Linked DNA regions of Mus musculus: region 2 is linked to region 1. The links are chromatin contacts, called in public Hi-C maps. All regions are on one chromosome and are shown on one strand. The core of a region is the stretch at or near the end of the contact, and the rest is flanking DNA. Distances in the headings are between cores, read along the strand shown. Region 1 holds the start of Sh3glb1 (SH3-domain GRB2-like B1 (endophilin)). Region 2 holds the start of Clca3a2 (chloride channel accessory 3A2).

Region 1 (3,496 bases), core at 543-3,042:
CACATTTCTGGGGAGGAAGGAGGATTAAGGGGCGAGTATGGCTGTGAGCTTCTCACACAGTGCACTGGTCCAGGGAATCAAAAGCGAGGTGGAATCTCCCATCCCTAAGCGTTACTCACTGTTGGTAAGAGTTCAGATTTTACCAAATGATCTTTAAGTTCTCTTGGGGCCACATCATATTGCTATTTTACATATCTTAACCCCGTGATGATCATTCTGAGGGAAAACGCAGCCTCTAGTATAGTAAGTAGTGGGTCAGAGGGCAACTTTGGTTGTCTGCTAGCCAAGCAAGTCAAGCCAGTTTATTTACCCTCTCTAAGACTGCTTCCTTTTTAAGGGAGGGCGAACAATGCCTCTCTGGCAAAGTGACAGAGATGGGCTGCAGCTAGTACGTTCAATGCACAGTAAACTGCTCGTCATACTATTTTTCATAAGATAGGCAGTCATTACCCTGGGGAACTGTCCGATTCTTTTGCCAAGGATAACGAAATATGATATTCACAGTGCCAGTAAAATGAAATGAATCAAGAAATAAAGCAGCACACGTGAGATTTATAGTTCGGTGGGATTTTGGCACATGGGACATTACTTTTGTTTTCTCTTTCCGGAACAGAGGGCTGCTGCTACCCTATGTCACTAACTTCAATACCAGATTGTTTACAAGCCACGTTGTGAAATTGACATCTGCTCCGAGATTTAACTGAGTTTGCATAATGTGGGTGTTGACTGTAAAAAATCTGCCCAAGTTCCCTATTGCTGACACTTCCTTAATCACAGAATAAGGAGACGCAGTGAACTTTTCCCTTCCAAGTGCGCCTGAAGCCAAGCGTGCCCGGTCCCCTCCAATGTGACAACAACGTGAATCGCGTCCTCCTCTCACCCCTGCTCTATATAGCCCATCTGGGGAACGCGTCAGGGCACCCCTAATCCTAGGTGTCCTGCGTCCTTGGTGAAGCTGGGACACCGACAGGGACAGGCAATCTCCATCTCCCCCACGGGCTGCTAAGCTCTGGGACAATCCTTCCAAGGGGCAGCAGCGAGGGCTGGTGGGAACTGAGCTGGCAGCTCCTCTGCGTTGAGGGGCAGGAAAAGGAAACTCCCTTCTCGGTCGGACGCGGCCCGGAGGGCGAGAGCGAGCGCAGCGGAGGGTGGGGGTGGCGCCAAGGTGCTCGGCGTGCCCTGCCTCGCCGGCTGGGGCACCGAGGCCTCCGCCCCGGGGTGAACCCAAGGTGTCCGCCCTGGGCCGCGTCCCGACTCGCCTGCCGGGGCGCGGGGCGGCGGCGGCCGGGCGAGCGAGGCGGAAACGGCCAGCGGGGCAGGGGCGCCAGGCCGCGCCCATCGGCAGGCCTGGGTACCAGGGCGACGCCGTCCCCGACCCGCCCTCCGCTCGCCCTCCCCGGCGCCACCACCCCGCCCGGCCCCAACCGCCGCCGCCGTACCTGCACGGCCCGGCTGAGGAAGGTGCCCGCGTCGGCCGCCAGCTTCTTCACGTTGAAATCCATGATGTTCATGCCGGGCGGCAGCCGGGCAGAGCCGCCGGCTGCGCTAGCGGGGAGGCGGGGAGCGCCGCGGCCGGGCTGGGGCGCCGGGCGACGGCGACGGCGGGGCGGACGTGGTAGGTGGCGGGAGGCGGCGCCAGCCCCGCGCAGCTGTCGTTTCCTGGCGGGGAGGCGGGGGAGGGAAGAGGGCGGGCGCCCGCGAGCGCGCGCCTCTCCGCTCACACGCTGGGCCTGTCGCGTCGCCGAGCAGCTGCGAGCCACGGGGACCGAGGTCGCGTCCGGAGGAAGGCCCCGCCCCGCCCCGCCGCCCGGCGACTGTGCAACCGCGGCGGAAAACAGCCGGCCGGGAGGGGGGCGTGGCCTCACCGATGGCGTGGGGTGGGGGGCGGGGGTGTCCTCGCGGGAACAGCGACCCCTGCAGGGTGGCCGAGGATTCACCACTGGGTGGAGCCGCTGCAGAGGTTCTCATGGGAACAGCGACCCCTGCAGGGAGGCCGAGGATTCACCACTGGGTGGAGCCGCTGCAGAGGTTCTCATGGGAACAGCGACCCCTGCAGGGTGGCCGAGGATTCACCACTGGGTGGAGCCGCGGCTGAGGCTCTCCTGACAGCTCACTAAGCACCAAGCCAGTGTCAGAGCATCAGTGGAAGTTCTTACCAGAACGAGAGCCTCCTGGGCTCTCACCCTGATTCCCTCCCACAGCATCTCAGTGAGTGTCTGTGACAGAATCGCCCGGACAAAAGTTCCTTAGAAAAGCATGGACAAAACGTTCCTTAAAAGGAAACAGAACTGACACTATAGAATCATTGGCCCGGATTTCCTGTATTGGGTCTGGGGTCAAAGGCTACCTATGGCTTGGGTAGACACCTAGCCAATCTTTGCTGAACGGGATTGTCTTCATTGTCCCCTACCCTATTATACTTTGACTCACTGTTGAGGACCTATTGTGTGTGAGGCATTGAGTAGGTGCTGAAGGGTTCAGTCCCTTTGGTGGCTGGTGGTCATCTGAGGCATATTTAGAAAGTATCTCCCATCCCCTGGGAAGGTATATAAGAGCATTTCAGAGAGACAATGGAGAAGAAAGACAAGGTTCCTATCCGGTTATACATTCCTTCACTCCTGAGTACCTACTGTCTGGCAGGGCCTCAACCTTCCAACTCTTAGCTGTGTGATAAAGGCATGAGCCCTTCCCCCCACACCCACCCACCCAGACACCCACACTACACTCAGCTAATTTAGTTTCTGTTTTCTGAGAAAAGGCCTCATGCGACCTAGCCTGGCTTCAGGTATCCAAAGACCGCTTCAAACCCATCACCCTCCTGTCTTTGTTTTTCTTTCTTGTTCCTCCCTCCTTTTTCTTCTCCCCACTTCCTTTATCCTGGGGACCAAACCACTGTCCAATAGATCCTGTTTTACAGGTCTTATCATGTAACTTTCATTTTGGTGTTTCAAGATGCCTCTGGAACCTCTAGATATCACACATATGTTCTCACATTAGAAAGGAAATGAAGGGGAGAGGCAAAAGTACACACCAGCTCAGTGTCCCTTTCTCCTTTAAAACAAGCATTCCATAACCCCCAGCTCGTAAACTTTCATTTTCACATCGTTAGTGAGAACTGGGCCATTTAGGTCCTCACAATGGCAGTTCGATCGAATAAATGCAATGTGCTCTGTTAAAAAAAACTAAGAGCATTTGTGAGAGAATGGTAGGTCTTGTCTTTAACAGTACGTATTGTTGTCTTAGACAAGACAGAGCTTGTGCTATCGAAGAAGGAGAGAATAGTTACAGGAGACGCAGCTGTTGACATTTGCTTTGCTGCTATCAAGCAAGAACGAAAGGAGTCTTACGATCTCTGGAACCTCTCTGCAGGCTTTAGGTCTATATAATTTTAAAAAATCGGGAGGAAGTTCTGAGGCTGGAGCTCAGTGGGTAGAATTTTCCAAGTGTAAGTGTTAGGCCATTGGTTCCAGTCCCAACTGAAAGAAAAGAAAACAGG
Region 2 (3,496 bases), core at 711-3,210, 99 kb after region 1:
CTACCAGAGATTGTTCTCTAGCTAGCCTACCCAAATTGATGACTCTCAGGTTCAGTAACAGACCTTGTCTTTAAAAGTTAAAGGTCCAAAGCAAATAGAGGAAACCACCTAATATTAACCTCTGACTCCTACATGATCACACACACACACACACACACACACACACACACACACACACACACTTGGGGAGAGCATGTGTGTGCTTCCACACACATACACAAACATGTGAATGTGTACACATAGTCCACACAGATGTACACACAAGCACACAAAAGCAACAAAAAGTTTTAATACTTATTACTAACTTAATGGTTAACAATTATCAAACCTTGTAAACATTCATTTGGAAACCCACAAGAAACAGTTTAGGAGCTGGACAGGAAACCTACTTTGTCGTACGATTCTCGTTTTGGCATTAAGTACTCAGATTTTGACTTCCAGGTCATCGGGACTAATATGCTTATGTTCCTGAAATAAACTCTTCCTTGGCTGGCTTCAAACAGGTAGGTAGAAGCTTGAGTTACCATTTCCTGAGAAAATGAAAAGTGCATTGTGGTAGCAATCTCGAAACAAACTGAGCATAAATCATCTATACATAAACCAGAAGAAGCAAACGGAGGCTCCTCTTCCTCAAGTGTGTGTGCACAGAGTAACTGAAAAACTGGGATACATTTAACTGAATCTCTTGGATCCGTAAACTCATTTCCACATGCCCAAAGCTAACCCTGACCTTCACCTGCCCACCCCTCCAGGTGGCAGTTGGATTGGAGATGCGACGTGAGGCATAACAGGGATGAAAGTCAGAAGTCTGCAGGCAAGTGGTGTGTTAATCAATTTTTTTTACAATTGCATTGTTCAAACTCACAGGGAACTTAAGGTCTGGTAATTATTATATTCTATGTTAATTAAAATTGCTTTTGTTTTATTTTGAGTTACTGCCCAAGTAGAGCATATAAATAAATGACCAGATTATTAAAAAAACACACATTTTTTGGGTAAACTTTATATACGAATGTGTCTACACCCTTCCCCCATTCCTCCCACAACCCTCACTCTCCCTAACAAATTCACGACCTCATCTTCAATTATTATTGTTACACATATGTATACACAGCTATATTTATAACCCATTGAGTCACTCTGGCATGGCTCAAGAGCTAATAATAAAGACAAATAAGACTGGTTTGCTTCTGCCTGCTACTTGCTACAATCCTACAAATAATTCATTCAATTTTTAGAGGAACCCAGCCTTCTGCTCCTAAGCACTGCATGGAGATGTTGCAAGGACCTATGGACAAAGTACACAGGATGCAAACATTTTTATTAAACAAGTGCAATTAGAAACACATCAGCTTTAAGCATGTGTAAGTTTTCCTTCAAGGTAAGATAGGTAAGGATTTTCGGTTTTCCAAAGTTGAGCACGTAGGAGCAGCTGGAGGAGTGGGCAGGACATTTGCTGTATAGACTGTGTAAACCAACATTACTAAGATAAAGTGTGAGAACTCTTCTTCTTCTGAAGTCTCTTACCTTATCAAGTTAATAAATTATTAACAGGTTAAACACAGATTTTATTATATAATAAAATATAATGCTAGGCAGATTCCCATCATGACTGAAGATAATACTGCAGGCATGATGAAGACGGTCAAAGCGCCCCTTGGGAGGGTAAAACCGTGTGTGTGAGTGTGTAACTGTGTGTGTGAGTGTGTAACTGTGTGTGTGAGTTTGGATGTGCAGGCAACAGAATTATTGACCTGACAATAAAACCCCTTCTTACCTTTATGCTTGGGATGAGCCTTTCGTCCTCTGGCACACTGGGGTTAATGGCAATGACCACACCCTCGTATCCATTGCTGTTGAGATGCACCATGGAGCTCTCTGTGTTCTGCAGGAGATGCAGGGTGAGGAACAGAAGGACCTGCAGCCCTGGCACCATGGTCGCACTGCTCCAGTGAGAAGGAGCAGCACAGAAGGGCATTTATGTGTGTGCCTCGCTCGGGAATTTGAATCACGGCCAGAATATTTGCATAATTTGATAGAAATGCTGATATCTCTTGGGACTTTCCTTTTCTCCAACTGTTGACAGTATTCCACTGTGCCAGCCCAGGCTTGATGTACCTTATCTGTAAGATCCTCCCACATTATTTTTCTTGGAGTATCTTAAAGTTTTTTACCTTTCCCGAGTCACTGTTGTACTCTGTCTTGTTGCTTAAGCTCATCTTACCAACATAACACATCTTCTTACTAGATTTTAAATATTTTGTTAGCAAGAGATTATTTTTCTGAGTATAACTTCTCTCTCAGCCTCAATTTTTCTGACTCAAAACGAGGTCAATGAGGTCTTTAAAAAGGAATGTTGTGAAGATTAAATGTAATAACTCCTGAAGCAGGGCATGGGGCCTTATATTGCTGTGTTACACATGGAGTAGACCCTTTTAAAAAGAAAAGCCAGAAACAACAGAAGAAGAAGAAGAAGAGGAAGAAGAAGAAGAAGAAGAAGAAGAAGAAGAAGAAGAAGAAGAAGAAGAAGAAGAAGAAGAAGAAGAAGAAGAAGAAGAAGAAGAAGAAGAAAAGAGTTTCCTAGGGCCATCTGTAGTAAGAAATTTTGTTTCTTTAAAGACAGAAATATTATGAGAATGTGTTTTTCTTTTTATTCCCAGGTGTGGGACATGGAGCTGTGGGTTAGCACTTAAGCACACAGTGCCCTTGCAGTGTCCAGTACCAAGCCAGGCACTCCCATCCATCTGTAACCCTAGGTTCCAGGAATTCAACGCTTCTAGCCTGCTTTGGCACCTGAACTCATACACACACAACCACACACAGTCATACACACATACATGTAATTAACAGTGATAAAAAAAATCTTAAAAATACAGCATAAGAGAAATCTATTCTCTTGTCTGGAATGGAGACTCTCATCTTCTCTGTGACAAAACTGTTATACAATCTGGGGAGTACTACATGAGAGAATGCAGGAAAAGCACTTCAAGCAGGACTTTGACACTTAAAAAACTCAACTAGAATTATACACTATTATTAAACATCACATGCTGTTGTAAGTGTCAATGCTGACATAAGATTGCTAATTAAAATTTGTTTTTATGGCTTTAATTTGTAAAACTGTAAATAGAGTCTTCCAGGGTTTATGCTGGGAATGAGAAATCCCTGAGCTGCCCGAGGCTATGGGAAAAGCCAGCTGGTTGCAGGGAAAACTTAGCTTTCCTTCATGTTCTTATCTTCAACTATTGGGCCTGTCCCAGCTTGCAGTCCAAGCTTGATAAAGGCTGTGAAATCTTCCCACACTGTCCCCACTATAAGCATTTTTCTTTCTATCTACTTGAGTCACTGCTATGGCACCCCATCTGTTTATCTTGGGTGAATTTGGGCATACATAATGTATCACCTTAATAGCTCAACCATTTTCCTTCTGTCAAGAAAACTCTCCATCACAACTTAGCCTCTCTCATTCCCAATTTCCATAGCTGTAAAATGAGGA

What was found. Hi-C and Micro-C count contacts between places; a contact is called where the count stands out from the background.
Region 2: a contact with region 1 is called in a Hi-C map of cortical neurons, with 2.0 times the contacts expected there. The contact joins the promoter of Clca3a2 here to the promoter of Sh3glb1 in region 1. A contact is called at or near these places in 2 of 39 promoter capture datasets (macrophages and stem cell-derived epiblast-like cells), 7 of 484 Hi-C or Micro-C datasets (the G1E-ER4 cell line, the HL-1 cell line, cortical neurons and 2 more) and 2 of 115 datasets of contacts at active chromatin or transcription factors (embryonic stem cells and stem cell-derived neural progenitor cells).

The regions. Positions count from the first base shown.
Region 1 is chr3:144,718,543-144,722,038 of GRCm38.p6, forward strand. Sh3glb1 (SH3-domain GRB2-like B1 (endophilin)) reads right to left here and starts at 1,793. Exons shown (of 9, transcript NM_019464.3): 1 at 1,440-1,793. The coding sequence starts at 1,511.
Region 2 is chr3:144,817,534-144,821,029 of GRCm38.p6, forward strand. It overlaps Clca3a2 (chloride channel accessory 3A2), which reads right to left and starts at 1,961. Exons shown (of 14, transcript NM_030601.3): 1 at 1,778-1,961; 2 at 390-530. The coding sequence starts at 1,936.